Regions from separate parts of the Mus musculus genome. Here region 2 is linked to region 1. A link is a contact called in public Hi-C data. All regions are on one chromosome and are shown on one strand. The core of a region is the stretch at or near the end of the contact, and the rest is flanking DNA. Distances in the headings are between cores, read along the strand shown. Region 1 has its middle 29 kb from the start of 1700112M02Rik. Region 2 has its middle 47 kb from the start of D730050B12Rik.

The links. Hi-C and Micro-C count contacts between places; a contact is called where the count stands out from the background.
Region 2: a Hi-C map of neural progenitor cells shows a contact between it and region 1, with 4 times the contacts expected there. The contact joins two enhancer-like sites. A contact is called at or near these places in 5 of 484 Hi-C or Micro-C datasets (cerebral cortex, cortical neurons, forebrain and 2 more).

What each region holds. Positions count from the first base shown.
Region 1 is chr13:71,457,354-71,460,181 of GRCm38.p6, reverse strand. No RefSeq gene overlaps it. Among named protein-coding and RNA genes, the nearest start is that of 1700112M02Rik, 29 kb to the left of the region's middle. Within about 2 kb of position 1,496, at least 50 of the 459 cell types and tissues checked have an H3K27ac peak or open chromatin away from gene starts, as enhancers often do. A contact at or near this core is called in neural progenitor cells, where this site is marked.
Region 2 is chr13:72,767,878-72,770,705 of GRCm38.p6, reverse strand. No RefSeq gene overlaps it. Among named protein-coding and RNA genes, the nearest start is that of D730050B12Rik, 47 kb to the left of the region's middle. Within about 2 kb of position 1,370, at least 9 of the 459 cell types and tissues checked have an H3K27ac peak or open chromatin away from gene starts, as enhancers often do. A contact at or near this core is called in neural progenitor cells, where this site is marked.

The DNA of each region.
Region 1 (2,828 bases), core at 247-2,746:
GAAGGTTCTGTGGTGGGGCGCGGGGCTCTCAGTGTCAGTCCGTGGCTGGATATCAGGGTCATTTTCCTATGAAGGTGGACATGTAGGCAGAGAGCCCTTGGTCGGGCCATCAGAGCTCAGAAGCCCCTGTGAACACAGGGATCCTGGAGGCCATGCTTTCCCTCTGTAATCATCTCTCTGTTCGGAAACCAATGGACAAGATTACAGTAAGTAGAAGAAAGCAAGGGAACCAGGCGACCTAAAACATTACACTTTGCCATCGTCTTTGTCTTTGCTTTTACTTTGATATCTACATTTCCAAAACATCCAGGTGCTCTGGCGCACTTAGCAACCGTATTAGCAGTGTGCTGCTGTGCAGGTCTTTCTGGCACTACAACCTGGAAAACTCTGAAAATAAAAATTTGCAGTATGTTTACATGATCTCCATGAAAATCCCCCAGTGCTAAGACAGCTTCAAAGCACACCCCTTTAGTGCTGGGAAACTGTTACCCCTCAGTCTCAAGTACCAGTCTCAGTGGCTTCCAAACGTTCTCTTGGACTGCGTGCCCCCCCCCACACACACACACTCCCCCTCCCCCACCCATCCACCCCCCCACCTCATGACTTCCCTGTGGAAAGGCTGTTCTTAAATGGTGGGGTTTTTTTTTCCTTTCTTTCCTAACAATAAAGTTAATTTGAGGATCTGATAGAAGCATACGTTAAGAGTCTTTGCTTAAGTTCCCATTTCTATCACCACAAATGATTTTTCTGCTTTTGTTCCGTCCTCTCTAACGGTAATCCCCTCTGCCTGGTTATTTGAGACAAGAGTAGATAAAGCCTTCCTTCATTTTCTTAAGTGCTCTTATTCAAGTACCCGCTCTTCAAATGTGCTGAGTAATGGCGTCTGAATGGAGGGTCCAGGAGGAGCAGAGGTGGCCCACGGGCCAGCGGCCTCTTATGCGGGTATCAGCCACGCACCACTGACCACTTGCGTTAGGTGAACCTGGACTCTGCCCCTGCAGACTCCCAGCATCCTGGGAGTCCACTCTGGAGACCAGGGTGTGGCCCCAAAATGGCTTTCTAGCTTCTGAGCTGGCTTGCTAGGATGGAGACTTACAGTGGACCTTCTAAAGGGTTCTCACCATAGAGAACTCGCTTAGTCATTTTAAGTAGGGACTCAAAAAAACCCAGTCCCTCCCTCTCTGACCCGATGAAAAACAGGACGATCCCACATTCCCAGAGATCTTGAAGCAGCTCTTTTCCAAAGATGCAGCCTCTGGCTGTGTTTCCTCCACTTGCAAAAAGCAGCCGGCTTGTGAATGCGTGGCTGGGGAGCCACTGCTCTTGGAATCTACTGGAATGATCCTGCAGATGCAGCGCTGGGGAATTTGGACGGTATTTCACGGTTGAGGAAGGGCTCCCTCCTTCTCTGAGTTCTCGCTCAGGGCTTTGAGTTGAAGACTGCAGCTTACACTGTCAAAACGCATGCTGATTTGATCCCTTTCTTAAAGGCTGGATCCTTAGAAAGCCGGCTCTGTTCCATGATAAAGGCCTATTCAGCGTGGGGTCTGACCCTGCACGCAGGCGTCCGCAGGGCCGCAGTGGAGCGCTTGCACCCCCTACAGGCCGACATGCGCAAATGCGGCCCCGACGCGGGCGCTCCTCCTCCCTCTGCCTTCCTAGAGAATTTTTTGGGAGTATTTGCAGATGCCTGGCAGTCCCTGAAACAGAGCAGGTAAGTCTTGGTTGTTGGCTCTCCCAACAAGGCAGGATCCTGGCCTCTACTACCCTACAGCTAAGCTGTGCCCGGCTTGTAACCGGAAATCAGGTTCTCACAGTCAAGAAAGACAAAAAGGAGAAGCTGTTTCAAAGAAATGTGTGGTCTGTGTGGATGCTTGTAACAGAAACTTGCCAGCCTCTGAGCCCAAAGCCAGACGTGATGCTACCACACCAATCTGTTAGTGTTGAGCAAGCCAGGCTAAAGCAGGTGTGTGTGTGTGTGTGTGTGTGTGTGTGTGTGTGTGTGTAAAACACAGCTAAGTGTCCTGTCCCAAGAGGGAAGGTTCAAGCCAGTCTCAAACAAAGAGACACAGGAAGATATTTAAAAGTAGAACCAACTGATTTTCCACGTTCTGTTGGGCTTTGAAGCACATAATTCTGTGCACCTTTGTCACCCTTTAATCTAAGCTGGACCTGTGCCCCAATCAGAGCAATGCAGTAAGGCGAGATGGGCCTCTTGTGACCGTGCAGGGCAGACATGGGTGTTTCACTCCACACGTTCACACTTTCCCCTGCCCTTCAGGCCATGGGTGAAAATTGGCCTTTCCCTTACCTCCCTACAGGATAGCACTGGCCAAGAGTGCTTCTAACTGTGGAGACCTGCATTTGCACTGTAGAGGGGAGGAGCTGCTGCCCCACAGCTTCCTGTCTGTAGCAGGTAGTACTTACCAGAGGCCAGAGTGTGGCCCCAGGAGCACAGCATCCCATGTTGTGAGCCATTCAACATGGATTCTGGGTACCGAAGGACTTGCTTGTACAATAGCAGTAGACATGTTTAACTACTGAGCCATCTCTCTGGCCCCGCCTATACAGATTCATAGATGTGTGATTATAAAAGAAGTTCATGTGTTCCAAGAATGACTTGTAATAAAATGTGGTGTTTGTTCACAGATTCTGGACAACAATGAGAGAGAGAGAGAGAGAGAGAGAGAGAGAGAGAGAGAGAGAGAGAGAGAACTAGTGAGAGAGAGAGAACTATATGCAGAGGCCCCGACCAATTTGTACAGAAATTCGTGCAATTAAAGGTCTATAAAAAACAATGTATAAAACCCAATATAAAGCAAAAATAT
Region 2 (2,828 bases), core at 121-2,620, 1.3 Mb before region 1:
CAAACTGTACAGGAATTGTTCACATACACAAAGATGAAGCAAAGTGATCCTAACTTGTTTCCTATTTCCCAGAGGGGGGCATTAAAATGTTTTGTTTTTTTTTTTTTTTTGTTATCATGTGTATTTGTGAGAGTGTCACATGCATGCCCCAGCACAAATATGGTGGTCAGAGGATAACTGTGGAAGTCATTTCTTGTCTTCTACCATGCAACTGAACTCAGGCTGTCAGGATTTTTCAGCAAGCTTTTACCCACTGAGCCAGTCAGCCTAATACTGGGTACCCCTTTAATATATAATAAAATGAGAGAATGATCAGAGTTCACTAGCAGAGTACCATGTTCATCTCCACCAGAGACGGGGGCAGCTGAGTGAGGCAGTGCTAGCACCTGTGACTAACTACAAACAAGGAGGCTACTGCAAGAGTTCCCTGGACTACACACACAGACATATACATTGCATCCCCCCACAAGACACAGATAGAGGCCCCCATAAACACACAGCCACATGCACACACACACACACACACACACACACACACACACACACACAGAATCCCTCCCGCAAACACAGACAGCACACACACAGACATAAACACATAGACACATGCAAACACATGCAAACACACACAAACACACACACACAGCTTCACTCCCCCCACCACCACATCCACACACAGAGGCACATAACACCCATTCCCCCACACAGGTACATAGATAGCACATACGCATACACATAGACATACACAGAAACACACACAGCACCAATCCCCCACAGACACCCCCAACAGATACATAGACAGCACACACACAGAGACAGATAGACAGCACCTGTTCACACTCAGATAAATGGACAGCACCCTCTTATCCATACATAGACACACAGACAGCTCTTCTCACAGACAGACACACAGATAACAAACACACATAGAGCACATAGACAACACTTCCACACAGAGACACATAGACAACACTCCAACATAGAGACACATACATAGCACATGCACACCTGTACACACACATATATGCACACACACATGCACACTCACACATACCATCTGGGTGGACATTCCTCTCCACAGCTGGTTCAGTGAGGTGGACTCTACTTGTCAGATTTGTGTAATCACCGTTTTCCAAAGTAGCAAAAAACAAGACATCTGCTTCCAAAGCCCCATCCCCCACCCCGCTTTATCATTCCGACACCATGGCTGATTCTTGGCTACCTCCATTCTGTGTCCCATTGCTTCCCTGGAACCACAGAGCCCCTTGAGGTCCCAGCTGGGAGTCTGCCCGGGATCAGCTGCAGCTGCAGGAAATGAAGCCTTTGGTTCAGCAGATGGCACCCTTTGCTCTGAATCTGGAACAGCAGTGTCTGCCCACGCTCCTGAGAGACAAGGAACGACATTGCCTTCTGAGTTGATAGCACCAAAAAACGCTAACTGTCCCTCCTGGGCACCTTGCAAACACCACAGAGGAAACCATGTGACACCCGTTGGCCAGGTCAACCTCCCGGGATAAGACCCAGAAGTGCTCAGGCGGTGGAATAGCCCCTCCAGCAAAACACCTTCCAGAATGTTCTTTCAAGTTTCCTGTCTGCCAGCTTGCTCCTGTTTGTACTTGTCCTGTCGTGTGTCAGCCATGTTTAAGGACATTGTCTGAAGCAATGGCTCAATTATGTATTCTCAGGTGTGCCACCAGCCCGCATAAGACTAATTGTTTCTGCCTTGTTACCCATAGGAAACAATTATGATAAGAGTAACCAGTGTTTAAGATACAAACTAGATAGGCTTTCTGTTCAACTGAGTGAAGTCTCTGGTTCCCACTGCTCTGTTTGAGAGCATCTTCAGTTTGTGGTTTTTGTAGGGCTGGAGTCTGATTTTCTACTTCCCAGGAAGATTTCATGGTCAGCCAAGGTCATCTGACATTTTGCCCAGTCAGCCGTACTAGGCCTGTGGTCATACAGTGACTTCAGAAATGGATCGTCTACACTGAGTTCCCTTAGGAAGCCTGTGGGCACTCCTCTATGTGTGTCTATGTGTGCAAGAGGGTGCTTATGTGTGCAGTGCATGCTGGGACAAGGGAGCAAAGAGGGAGGGATAAAGAGCACCAGAAGATATGATTTCTGCTACTAAGCAATTACAGTTATGTGAGTAAGTCACTTTCTTTAATGAGAGTGATGTCACAGGACACGTCTCCAGTGTTTACCATAAACAGGTTTGTTACTTTGAATAATTCTTAGGCTTAATTACAATAAGTATTTGGATCATTTCCATTGTCAGTCTATGGGATTGGCATGTCAGTTCATAGAGACACCCACCATAAGTCTTCCATCACTGTGGGTAAAAAGAGCCACCTCTCTCCACAACCTTGTCCTCTAGTGCTCTCTGTAAGCAGAAAAAGAACCATAAACAGAACAGAAGACAAAAGGTTCTAACAGCCTTGGCCCATGTATTCTCTATGGCACTGCTCTGAGGATTTTCAGGTTCCCCTGCAAAGAGCAGCCCCTGATCCATTTCCTCTGTCCTGGGGTCTCTACCATGAGGGAGTGAGCTGCACCTCATGCAGATGTGCCCAGACCAGCCACCTCAAGGAGAGCTTCCTCCGGGCCCACTCAGTTGGCTCGCAGTATGTAAAATGGCTAGGGTTACGAAATTCACTAAAAATTGGCTTACATAAATCGATTAGAGGCAAGATCAGCTTCCTGGGTTTGCCTTAAGGGTTAATGGGAAGATTTTTTTTTTTTTTTTTTTTTTTTGGTCACCAGATCTCCCTGTAATTGTTTGGGAAATTTTCAGATTTCTGAAAATGCATCTTAGGGAGTCATTTTATGTG